Linked DNA regions of Mus musculus: region 2 is linked to region 1. A link is a contact called in public HiChIP or PLAC-seq data. All regions are on one chromosome and are shown on one strand. Each heading gives the region's core, a stretch centred on a gene start, on an enhancer-like site or on the middle of the called end of the contact. The rest is flanking DNA. Distances are from core to core; before and after follow the strand shown. Region 1 overlaps Prmt3 (protein arginine N-methyltransferase 3). Region 2 holds the start of Slc6a5 (solute carrier family 6 (neurotransmitter transporter, glycine), member 5).

Evidence for each region. HiChIP or PLAC-seq counts read pairs in DNA pulled down with a chosen protein or histone mark.
Region 2: a contact with region 1 is called in an H3K4me3 HiChIP or PLAC-seq map of neural tube, with 2.3 times the contacts expected there. The contact joins the promoter of Slc6a5 here to the enhancer-like site in region 1. A contact is called at or near these places in 2 of 39 promoter capture datasets (the 3T3-L1 cell line and liver), 1 of 15 datasets of contacts at CTCF or cohesin (the NIH/3T3 cell line), 12 of 484 Hi-C or Micro-C datasets (the AtT-20 cell line, the C2C12 cell line, the N1E-115 cell line and 5 more), 8 of 115 datasets of contacts at active chromatin or transcription factors (a beta-TC-6 cell line, bone marrow-derived macrophages, differentiating embryonic stem cells and 5 more) and 5 of 9 other capture datasets (adipose tissue, embryonic stem cells, liver and 2 more).

Annotation. Positions count from the first base shown.
Region 1 is chr7:49,838,870-49,845,010 of GRCm38.p6, reverse strand. The region is part of intron 13 of Prmt3 (protein arginine N-methyltransferase 3); the gene reads right to left. Among named protein-coding and RNA genes, the nearest start is that of Prmt3, 64 kb to the right of the region's middle. Within about 2 kb of position 2,245, at least 72 of the 459 cell types and tissues checked have an H3K27ac peak or open chromatin away from gene starts, as enhancers often do. A contact at or near this core is called in the AtT-20 cell line, the C2C12 cell line, the N1E-115 cell line and 1 more, where this site is marked.
Region 2 is chr7:49,908,433-49,914,707 of GRCm38.p6, reverse strand. Slc6a5 (solute carrier family 6 (neurotransmitter transporter, glycine), member 5) reads right to left here and starts at 4,409. Exons shown (of 16, transcript NM_001146013.1): 1 at 4,327-4,409; 2 at 2,465-3,007. The coding sequence starts at 4,329.

The DNA.
Region 1 (6,141 bases), core at 996-3,495:
GAAGGAAGAAGCATTTCTGTTGCTTCGGTGGCCAGCATTTGGAAGCCTCTTGACCTGCTCCGCTTTCTGGGAACTGCACCTACCTCTGCTTCCTCAGGCTTGTCTTCTCAGTAGCAGCTGGGGACTGAGACCTCAGAGACATGAGAGGACTTAGGAAAAGATGAACAGTATCTGCAGACAGCCTGCTCTTTAGTGAGCTTTCCCAGGACCGGAAAATACAGAACACACTGGCTGTCGAAAGCCAAAGGGGGATTTTCTGGGCTCCCATTTGAGACAGGGTCTCATGTAGCTCAGGCTAGTCCTGAACATGTTCTTCATGTCTCCTTTCTTATTAGCTATTTAGTAATCTGTCCATATCGTGTTTTATTTATTATCTATTTATTTTAATTTCAGTTACTCAAGATCAACTGTAGTCTAAAAATAGTAATAAAACATTCCAGAAATAAGCAAACTGAAAGTAGCTTCCTATGGTATTCCCAGTGTCCCAGTCATTGCTGCCGCCCCTTCATTTTGCTTTGGATGTATGTCACTTTACTGGAGCCGTGCATGTACGTGCTGACAGTACATGGGATACATTGGTTTGGGTACTGTCTGGAGTTTCAGGCACTGAGGGCATTACTAGAGATGTAGTTCTAGAGACACAAAGAAAAGACTCAACCTGCAGTTGTGGAAGCCAGCTGAACTATGGCTGGACCTTGTATTTCTGCAGGGCCATTTGGGCAGAGTGCTGTTTTCAATCAAATGTCAGCTGCTTTATGAACAAAACTGTTCTGTCTAGAAACTGCCTTTCAATTACACTTCCACCATCCTGTTGCTGCCACCATGGCAGGATGTCTTAGGTACTTGAGTGCTAATTTCCCCTACCAATCCCCAGATGGGGTTTCTCTGTGTAGCCCTGGCTGTTCTGGAACTCTCTGTAGACCAGGCTGGCCTCAAATTCAGAGATCAATCCTCCAGCCTCTGCCTCCGAAGTGCTGGGATTAAAGGCGTGCATCAGTACACCTGGCTCCAGGTGCTAACTCCAATGAACTACATTCCCCACTTGGAAGTCACTCAAACACAAAAATCAACAATCACCACAAAGAACTGGAGCTATGACTTTTAGCTAATAGCAGTAAATGACTGGAGCTGAGCTCCCCAAGCACATGGGGATATCAGGTGGCTCAGAAGACAGGCACAGAACACATATCTTGTCAGCAGCAGCACTGGGGACTGCTTGGGAGGAGGAGTCATAAAAATCAAAAGCAGCTGACTAATCTACAAAGTCAGGGTCATAATTATATCATGCCCCCACCACTGTGCTGTATCAGTCAGAAAAACTTGTAGCTACAAGTCTCTGAGGCTGAGAGGGAGAATGGGCAGCCACCAATAGTCACCAGAGTGAAAAGTGAGACTGAAATGATGACAGCAGGAGAGGAAAGACTGGCCAACAGTGATTTCTAGGACAGGTGACCACTCTTAACATTACCAGAATCCCGAGTCTGCCATTTGAGGCACACGAGGAAGTGAAAGTCAGTGTGTGGCCTTATAGGACAGAACATCCCCGAGCACCAGAACACGGTTTCACGGGAGCTGGCTCAAGCCTCGTGTGGGGGTCACAGAGCAAAGCAGTTATAAACAGAATCATTTAAAAAAAGAAAAGTTTTTAAGCCACATTTTTTTGCTTGTTTACTTTGTATGCATAAAAGTAAACAGTTCATTTTACACTCATACACTTGAGGAATAATGGCTTAGAATTAAACAAATGACTTTTTCATGTGTGTCAGTGCGGCGGGTCTTTTTACAAAGGGACACCCATGTGCACAAGGAAGAAGACAGCAGCCAATGAAATGAAGTCAGTCTAGACTGTATGAGGAAGAAGGAAATTAAAAATCATCATGATCGCTATCACCTGCAGGGGGTAATTCATCATTTCTGTTCCTCTCTGGTATCATGTTCCACCAGCGTGTGGTTACAGCAGATACAATTAGGCAGCTGGCCACAGACGTGGGGGATAATGTGCTTTTGATGGAGTTTATTCAAGCATAGAGAAACAGAGCTTGTAATCCATGCGGCAGGATCTCTGCAGCAAAAGCATAATTCATCTGCTGTGGAGTATTTCTTTCACAATCTCAACACTGAATTTAAACGCCAACAGATGAAGGGTCTGAAGCAAGCAGCAGATAATGCAGGGGGGGTGTTAGAGCTTATACTGTAAACATAACCATGCAAAACCACAGACTCGGTGACACGGCGGCTGAGCAGACACTGGAGCTGTGATGACTGCACAGCACAGAAACCAGCAAATGTGAGAGCTACAGCCTCCTCCCCAAGCTAACTATGCCTTAAATTATAGACTCTTTCTTCTTCAATTAATTTCTATTTTATCCCAAGAGTGGATTTGCATCTCTGTTGCTGTTGTGGTCCCTCTAGGGGACAATGCATGCTAAGTGCTCTGCAACTCCCAAGGGGCAATGCCAGACCGAGTGGTGTTTAGAAATGGACTGAACAACATGGAACACAGCACAACACACAAAATGCCTAACAAGACCTCTTTCTGCAAAAACTCACTACAATACTGACTTATCCCCAGATAATGGCTGGAAGACCTTTTCAAGTTTAGATCATATCCTTCTGATTTAAAATTACTTATTAACATGATTTTAGGAACAAATTGAATCATCTCTTCAGAGTCTAGAGTTGCTTTTTGGAAAAAAAAATCTGATTATGTGGGCTCTGGTATTCTTGCTTCAGTCTCCTGAGTAGGAGGTCTAAGGCATGTACAACTAGCTCACAAAAACACAAATACCTATCATCTGTTACCTAAACACACCTAATTGCACATTCTTCTGGCCTCTAAATAAAAGCTTTTGTTTTATATATTATTATTTTACCTTTAAAATTATTATTTACCTTTAAAAATACTATTACTATTTGGTTCTTTGGAAATAGGATCTCAGACAACACAGACTGATCTTGCTACCTCTATCCTATAAGTTCTGGAATTATGTCACCCATGCCTAGTTTAAAGTCTCTTAATGTATTATGTGCATGAAGAAGAATAACTGGAGTGTACAATGCAGTGAGCTTTAAAGTCGACTACAACTGTGAAATTCATATTCAATTAAGAAACAGAAAACAGCCAGGTGTGATGGTGCATGCCTTTGATCCCAGTACCTTGGAAGCAGAAGCAGGTGAGTCTCTGTAAGTTACAGGGCTGCCTGCTCCATATAGTGGGTGTCAGGCCGGCTAGAGCAACAAATGAGACTGTCTAAAAAAAAAATAAACCAAAAATGTCATCCTAGATGTTCTTGCACATGAAGCCAGACTTAGGCATCCCTGTGCCAAAAGAAACCACTGCACTACTTTCCAAGGGTTCAGGCTAGCTTCTCCAGCACACACATGAACAGAAATAGGACCATAAATCATTTGGTCTTTTGTGTCTGTCTACTTTTCCCTGAGCTTGTCTGTGCTGCTATTATAAAACGTATGTGAACATGGCTTCTCCGAACGGCTTCTGTACTGTACTCATTCTCTCTGTTGCTCCTATGTTGACTGAAAATTTAGGCAGAAAGACTTCAGATGGAGAACTGGTATAAGGAATTTCCTCAGCCTGTACCAGCAGACCCTCTGAAAGCTGTGAGGTTTCTCAGTAATGCAGCAGGTTTTTTATGCTAACACTAGAGGCTGCTGGGTACACTCTGAGTGAGCATTCCTGCTGCTTCCTTCATCCTCATCACTGTCTGTAGGTTTAATCTGCATTGTACCATTTCTTCATTCTTTGATACAGAATCCCCCATAGCTCAGGATAGCCTTGAACTATGCAGCCAAGAATAACCATGAACTCCTGATCCTTTGAGGTTATAGGCATGCACTATCCCAGGCTCTCTCCATCATTTCCTGGATCCACCTCAGCTTGTTACTCATTCTTCCTGCATTTTCATGATCATTTGTAGCTGTGACTGACCTGGAACTCACTACGTGGAACAGCCTGGCCTCTAACTTAGAGATCCACCTGTCTCTGTCTCCCAGGTGCTAGGATTAAAGGCATGCACCACCACACCTACCTGTTTTCTGTTTCTTAATTTGAAAATGAATTTTACAACTGTAGTTGGCTGGAGAGCTCACTGCATTGTTAACAGTATCATCAACTGTGCGATACAGTAACACCTTCTTTCCTTGGGTGTTTCCAGGGTTATTTCATCATAGCAATAGGAATGGCAGCAAGGACATGTCTTGTCCTTGCATCTCTTGAGTTATTTTCTTTTGGCATAAAGCCCAGCTCACAAATCCTTTTAACACTGCTGTATGCAGATCTGCTGCTAACGTGTACTGTATTGAGCTTTAGAATGTCTGGTTCTTTTTCATATTGGGTACCTTATTTTTTAAACATGTTTTAAGCCCTTTTCTCCTGAACATGCCAAGTCTAGCTGATTTAAAGTCTATTTGGACAAAATAGTACCTGTGGCAGCTAGAGCTGACATTATCCCCTCCCGTTTCACCTGATTCTTGATCCATGTTGTCTTCTGTATTTTTAAATCACTGACTGCTTTAGATTATGTTCTATACACTGAGCTATTTTTAAATTGCCAGTAGAAATCATTCTAGGCGTATAAGAATAATCTTCTAGAAAGGTTTTTAAATTTATTTCAGATATGCCCCGGGGAACTAGCAACTCAACATTGTTGTAGAGCACTACTGGGGATCCAGAGCCCTTGGATCATTCAGGGGCTACGAAGCTGGCTGCAGTCGTGACAGCTCTCTGGTGTCTGCTCTGTCCTGTTCTGATGTCAGTCTTTCAGGATTCCCATTACAAAGTCTTAGGAAGACAAGTACACCTTCTATTTGCTAGGGTAGAGGCTACCAGAGGGGCAACATGAAGCTGCTTGGCTGCTTCAAAGTGGCAATACCTGCGGGGCAGAAGCAGCCAAGTCTGACTTCTTTGGGTCTTCCTTCCCTCTCCACATCACCTTTGTTTTCTTCCAACTCTCTATGTGACAGGGTCCCACCTACTGTTGGTCATCCTCAGACTCACTAGGTAGTGGAAGATGACTCTGCACTTCCGATTCTTCTGTCTCTACCTCCCCATTGCCAGAATTACAGCCTGGTTTATGCAGTGGGGAGGGAGCCTGGTCTCCTCGTGTGCTAAGAAGGTACTCTACTAACTGAGCCACATCCCTAGTCCCTCTTTGGGCTTTTTTGTTATAAGTCTTGGACAGTCTAGTGAAACTCTAATACATATATAAAATTCTCCAACGTACAGCATTTCAGACTCCCCCTTTCGTGCTGTCCCCAGAAAGAGGGCCTCTGTTTACAGTCCCTGCACAAGAGACAGATCCTTCGTTGCATTGCTTTTCCCCACTTAAGGCTTCTACTTGTACTTCCATTCACACTGACTGTCCCCCGTTCCCTGCACGAGCACTCACCATCTCAGCGTGCTGTTTGTTCAGTTGTAGGGACAATAGAGACCCCCTCCTTCTGTGCTCAGCTGTACCCTGAGCTGCCTAAACTCTAGCACTGGGAAATGCTGAACAATAGCATGCAGTTAAGATGTTATGATGTACTTGCTCACAGGGGCCATAGCAGTTTCCTTTTGGTTCATTAACTGTAGTCTAACTGTCACTGATAAACAGAGGCACGTGCAGGTCCTCCTTGCTTCGTGTTTCATGTAAGTTTATACCTTTAAACTTAAAACCAATGCGAATGCAAACTAGTTCATAGAAATAATCTCTGATGTCTAGACCAAAGAATCATAGTGCATAGTCACCAAAGAATGCAGAATTACCAAGGTCTTACATAAGGACAATTAGCATGGAGGTGTCAGCCACGAGTGGCACATTTTTTATGAGCCCATTCTCAATTTGCATTATAGAATACAATGCTTGTGGCATCTCCTGAAGGAACATCTTGGGTACAGAGGCCACCTTTTCCCTTGTAGCACAAGACCCAATATAGAGTGTCAGTATTCAGCACACTCGGTTGAATGAAAACTGCCCTGAAAGAATGTTCTGCTTGGGCTTGCATTTAGTCTTGCAGTTCACTGCTTCTTTAGGCCTCTAGCTCCTGCTCCTTCTACACCATCAGTTTCTCATGATGGTTACATTTTTCATGTTGCTCTTCAATGCTGTCCACACATTATTCATGCGAGAGTCCACATTCCAT
Region 2 (6,275 bases), core at 3,160-5,659, 68 kb before region 1:
GGGCGGAAAAGCACATTGTCGGATAGCAGACCCAGGTAGGTCCTCAGCAGGCCCCATTCAGCCCTCCCCGCAACAGCTGAGGGTCCTTCCCCCGCAAGCAGGTCCCCAGTTTCCCCGCATAGGATGCATCGGCAAGCAAGATCCCAAATCTGAAGAAAGGATGCATCTACGAGCAGAGCCCTTACCCCTCACCCCTGCACTGAGTCTTCAGCAAGCAGCCCCCCCCCCCCAATCTTATTCTAAAGGGCCTCTTTAATCAGACCTCTGACCCGGTTTCCTAAATCCTAGAGTCAGGGCACACCAGCAAGCAGCCTTCCCCAAGCATAACCGTCCCTTCATACCCAACCTGTCGCCAGGAGTTCATTTAGCAAGCAGACTCCCAGTATCATGCCTGAAGTTCCCAGCAAGCAGGTTCCGAACCAATTCCTTCCCCCACCCCATAAAACCCCTCGATGCACACCCCTTCTTCAGTCCTTTCTTCAAAACGTGTGGCAGAAATAAGAATTGTAATGCTTCCAGCCAGCCAGAGCCCCTGCCTCACATTTCTCTGCCAAAACTTGCAGGCAAAACCTGCCCAGTCAGCTAATTTTAAAAGGTGCATCCTTCAGCCCTGGAGCGAGGGAAACAGGCAGGATGGAGAATTGGAGTTGACACAAGAGAAAGAATAGGAGAAGACTAACGTGGTAAGAAACAGAACAGCCAAAACCATGACTTCTGATCTAGATCTTGCTACTAACCAGGGGAACTCCCTGTGCACTGCTTGGGCTCAGCCTCTGTCCACATCTGGACAATGGGGGAGGGAGGACTGAATAATTGTCTCTGGGGCATCTGCCAACTTACATAGTCTGTGAATCTCTAGCCTTCTGTCTCCAAGCTCACATGGACTTGATTCTAGAAAGCCTCAGAAAAATGAATGGGAAAGGCACCTTATGTGAACTCTGCTCCTGACAACCAGACATTGGGGCACCCTGCTCCCCAGTCACCCTTCACCTATCAAATGACAGCATGGAGTACTTCATGATTCTTCAGGTCATGGAGGATGAAGCAGTGATGGTCAAGAGAGAAGAAGGGCAGAGTGATTGTCAGAAGGGGCTGAAACATTGGTACTCTCAGGCCTGGCAGCCCTTACTCAACCCCATTGCTGTTCCTCCCCCCCACCCCCACCCCCACCCCCCCCCACACACACAGGGCTCCACCCCTAGCCCCACCCCCAACACAGCTGACAGAGTAAGGGAGTCCCAGCTCTTTTTGTCGCAGTGCAGAGGTAAAGGGAGGTGTGGGAAACATAGTTTCTACTCCACTGGTGGGCACATGACATTAAAAGCATCTAATATATGCAGAACAGTGTTCTAGAAAGAAATTCCAAAGCAAAGAAACATGTAAATGCAAGGTTATTTCTAGTTACCCCGATGACTGGGTGGCTGAGTTCCTACTATGCGAGTGGGGGTGGGGCTCCAGATGAGGAGAGACAGGTCTATAAACCCCACATTGCTTGTGGTGATGTTCCATCTGCCCCGACCCCCACCCCCACCCCCCAGCCTTTGAGCTCTGGCCACACACCTAACCCCTGACTGCAGGGTTAAAGGGGAGCTAAAGGAGGGACAGGCCAAGGAAAGGAAAGAATACCTGAAACAACGGGGTAGGGGGTGGGGGACAGTGGGGGGGGGCAGAGAAGGGAGAGAAATCACTGGGGTGAAATGGAACAAAAGGCTTTAAGGAGGAAAAAATGGTCTTTATCCCTGGTCCAGTGATCAGGGTTCACTCTGTACGTTTTTCCTATCTCCGGTTAAGGGGATACCCAACTGGGAAGGGCCTGAACCGAACCGAACCAAACCGTATACAAGGGAGAGGGCTTATGTTAGGGGAATGAAAAAAGAAACTACATTCTGGGATTTAGAAGAGGCCAGATTAAGAGACCCTGATGCTTAAATTTAACTTCAGCAGCGCCTCATTGAGAGTTCTGGGGTAGTTCTGGGGTAGACTCACATGGGGAGAGCTCTCAGAATAAGCTATATCCCCCTCCCATACCACCGCAGGCTTCCTTTTCTATTGTAGTTTTTCTTTTTAAAGAACCGAAAAAGACTCAGACATTGATAGGATGGAGACTCTTGCGTCTGTTGCAAGATGCAGAATCTATCTGCTTTTTTTTTTTTTTTTTTTTTTTTTTTTTTTTTTTTTAACGGATCTGCACCGGTTCTACAGCTGAGGCTGGGAAGAGCAAGTCCAAACCTTGCTGGCTCGATCGCTGCACACACACACACCCCAAACCTTAACTGAGGACCTGAGCCCCCTTCCCCGCCCCCAGCAGTGCGAGCTTCCGAAGCCCCAAAGCTGCCTCCAGCATCCACCACCTGGCATTGCCAACCCGTTTCAACATCAGCATACGTGCACCCGCCAGGGCCCAGCTCCCCTTCACGCGCGGTTGGTGAGCAGCAGGCAGCGGGGCCGCTTGTGACCTGCTTACCGGTATGGTAGTGGTGGCCACGCTGCCCGGGAGCACCGACGCGATGCCATCGGTTCCCAACACTACTGTGCTCTGGCTCATATTCACCCAGCCCACGGCTGGGGTATTGTTGTGCTCCAGCGTGCCCTTGCCCACACTCACGTTCGCGTCCTCCTCCGGGCCACGCAGAGCTGGAATCTTGCAGTGCAGAGCGTTGCCAGCCCCGGCGGGCCCGGAAGGGGGATTGGCCTGTGCGCTGTGCCCTTCGCTTAAGTCCCGGAGGGCCGCGGAGGTCGCTTGTGCCCGGGGGCTGCTGAGATTACAAAACCCTACTCCGGACTGCTGGGCCTCGCAGGCTCTCGCATCCGCAGACTGGAAAGTTTGGGCGCCGGTGGAAGCCGACCTGGGCACACGTGGCGGCTGGACAGTGGCCGTGGGGGCCTCAGCAGGAAGATCCTGTTCAGGGCTGGTCCTAGGTGCACGAGGACTATCCCGGTGGCCTGGCACCGCTGCCTCCAAGATGTTGGCTGGCTGTTTATTCATTTCCTTGGGAGCACTGCAATCCTGCAAACACAATGTCAAGTTCGTGCAAAACAAACAAACAAAAAGTCACGGCAGCATTAAAAATAAAATATATGGGTCTGCATACACAGATGCACACATTCCAGGTCCAGGCACAAAATAGACAGGGTAGCAAACGGAACCGGTGTTTCTCCACTCGCCAGACACGTCTGTAATCCTGGGACATGAAGAAGCTAATATTTTCTCCCAAGTGGAGGAGGAACTAAGACCGAAGAATGAGTGGGTTTTGACAGGGGGAAAGAGGCGGGCAATATAGAAATAACCCTACAGCCAGGAGCTCCCTGCCCTCTGTGGATTTCAAATCAAGGCTGTGGGTACCACATCCCCTTCACCATTGTGGAGAAAGATTCTTTAATTTTCCGCCCCATTTCCTTTGTCATTCAACAATGCACATTGCCTTTTTTTCCCCCCATAGACAAGCTGTGATCACAAAACATGCTCTGGGGTAGGCCAAGGCTGGAAGCCACACGGGTAAATTCAAACTCCAGCATTCAGCCTACCTTGGTCACCCAAGATGCAAAGTCAAGGCTAAAGGTTTTTTGTTTTTTGTTTTTTTTAAAATCAAAATATTACTACCAACAAACAGCCCACCACTAAAACAATAAACTAGATGGGAAACGCATAGTAGCTGGCTTTGACCCTTACATTCTCTCCACTTGATTCCAGACCCCTCCAATGTATACGGATCTTGCCAATTTTTTATTTTTATTTTGCTGTCCATTTCCAGTAATATAATATTCTTTCCCTCCCAACTCTTGACTGAGGACCAAAACTCACCAATAATTTTCATTAGCTTTCTCCCTATTGAATTTTAAAGACTTGCCAGAAGTGGGTTTCCCTTCGGCTTCCGCGTGCTAGTGTTACCTTTCAGAGTTCCAAGATAGTATAATTACTTCACTGTAAAACCAATCAAACTACCTTCTCATCAACCGAAAATCTCTGCTCTAACCCGCTTCACAAACGCACAAACCGAGTTTACGTGCACCAAACCCAATGCCTGGACTCCAGTCTGCGTTCTCAGTTGTCCCTAAGACCCAGAGCGACTCGCGGTTAAAGGAATCTTGACTTTCAGTACCACGGACAGTACCTAAGACCGGGTTTAAGAGCAGCTTTACCATCTAGGGAAACCTCCTCTGCCCTCCGGCAAGGCTCCCAAGTACGAATACCTGAACTTGAGCCTTCGAAAATGGTTCTCTGCCTCTCACCTATTGCAGATATTTCCAAAAAGAAATACCCCAAACGAGCCAGCCATCCTTATCCCCACTTCCACCTTTCTTTAGAGAATAAAAGCAAGCACTCACCATGTCTGATGCGGACAACAGATTGAACCGTAGAGTAAAATCCTCTACTGATCTAGGTTTGGCCCTGGAACAAGAGGCGCTTTCTATATCTCCCCGGGAAAGGCTGGGTTTGCGTCAGTGGGAAGCAAGGTGCCCTTCGTTTGACATCTTCCTGATAATACACGTTTGATAAATCATTACCCCTTTGGATTCGGATTTTAAAGGGACAACAGCCTGGAGTACGCTGTCTTGTTGTCACTCCGGTAGGAGGGGGCTGCGTGTTTGGCGTGACTCATGTGGGTCTGATTACTAAACCAAAGCCGGTGGGAGGGAACGAGAAAAGTTTGCCACCTCCTAATTAAGGGAAACATGGGAGAGACACGTCCCACTGCGCCCAAGACTCCAAGGCAAGGCGCAGCCGCCAACCAAACAGATTGGATTAAAGTGAGGGAGGGGGGGGGGTCAAATCAGTCTCCCTCTCCCATCAAATTTGCTTGCGCTCTCCCTGAATCTCTGTCCGATTCAAAAGTATCCCCTCCCCCCAAAGAATGCCAGGCCTGTCTCGGGTATCCAGCCAGATCTTCTATGCCTGTTCCAGGGTAGAGCCCTGTATTTGGTCAGGGCGCACCTGGCTGGTCAGTGTGTGGTGTTCAGATCCCTACATCCCAGCCTTTCCAGAAAGTCAATCTAAGGAAAGACCCCGAGTTTTCGTTTAAACTATTAAATGCACTTTTCTCATCCCTGTTTGTCTCTGCTAATCCTGTTTCTCGTTGTACGTTTTAGGCTCTTCTGGATTTATTTATTTATTTATTTATTTATTTTTAAATACTGACTTAGTCCTCCAGCCATGTAAAACCCACCCTTTCTCCGTGGTCCTCCAAACAAAAATCCTTTTAAAATAAGGCCTGATTGGAGAATGCAGTTTTACCTGAAACGAGGATCCCCACCCCCACCCCCACCCCGCAACCCAGGGCAGGGCTGGCTCTCTGGGAAACCCTAAGAAGAGACTGCGGGCTCCCGCCCAGGTCTGAAGTGGCCAGGTGGACTATGAACTTTACCCGAGGTACAAGGCAGCAACCACGATCACAAAAGGGAAAAGCCCTTTGCAAAGGTGTCATTTGAAAACTAGAAGGGGATTTGCAGCAATATGCCTCCCCTCTCTCTTGTCTTGACAGCCTAGCTAGGGAACCGTGGCCTCTGGAACGGGAAGCTTGGAAAGCGCTGAGCGCGCAACGGGGCCCACCGCCTCCGGGTCCGTGCCGTCGCACTCGACTGGGCTGTCTCCCTGCGGAGCCAGGACAAAGCCGCGGCAGCGGCCGAGGGCGCAGGCTGCGGTGGCAGATTGCGGTGGATGCCGGGGGCATTGCTGCTCCACTCGGGTCTCCTCCCTCACCCTTCCAAGACTCCAAGAGTGGTAGATGCCTCTGTGAGCCTGGCTCTCCCAGGATAGCCACCTGGATTCTGGGTCTGCACTATTTGGGATTGGGGATGGCAGCGGGGGATGGGGGCGAGTAGGCAGCCAGAGGAGCCTTGTCCTCCCAGTGTCTTTCGGGTTCCAGATAGCCTTTTACTGACATTTACTGAGCTTTTACTATTAGGCCATCTGCAACGCTTCCACGAAATTATTACGTTTAAGTTTGCCAACAGCCTTTCGGAAATTATTCCAGTGTTTATGCTGTGAACGCTAAGGTCAGGGTCTATTTTGAAGTTACTAGCTCCTCCACAGCCCGTTGCCTGCACCAGTCACCACTCTAGGCAACCGAGAAATGGGGAAGGACTCAGAGGAGGAATAAGGGGATGAGTGGGACCCTGGGGTACTCTGACTGAAAAAGGCTCTGAAAGCCGGTAGGGTTGACAGTCCTGTAATATCCTCAAATCCCAAGAAAGTGCAATGTCCGGGAGTGGCTTCAATGGAGTCATGAGACCCGCTTCTAGTTAAGATTCAGGTCTGGCTCTGAGGTCCAGAGGCC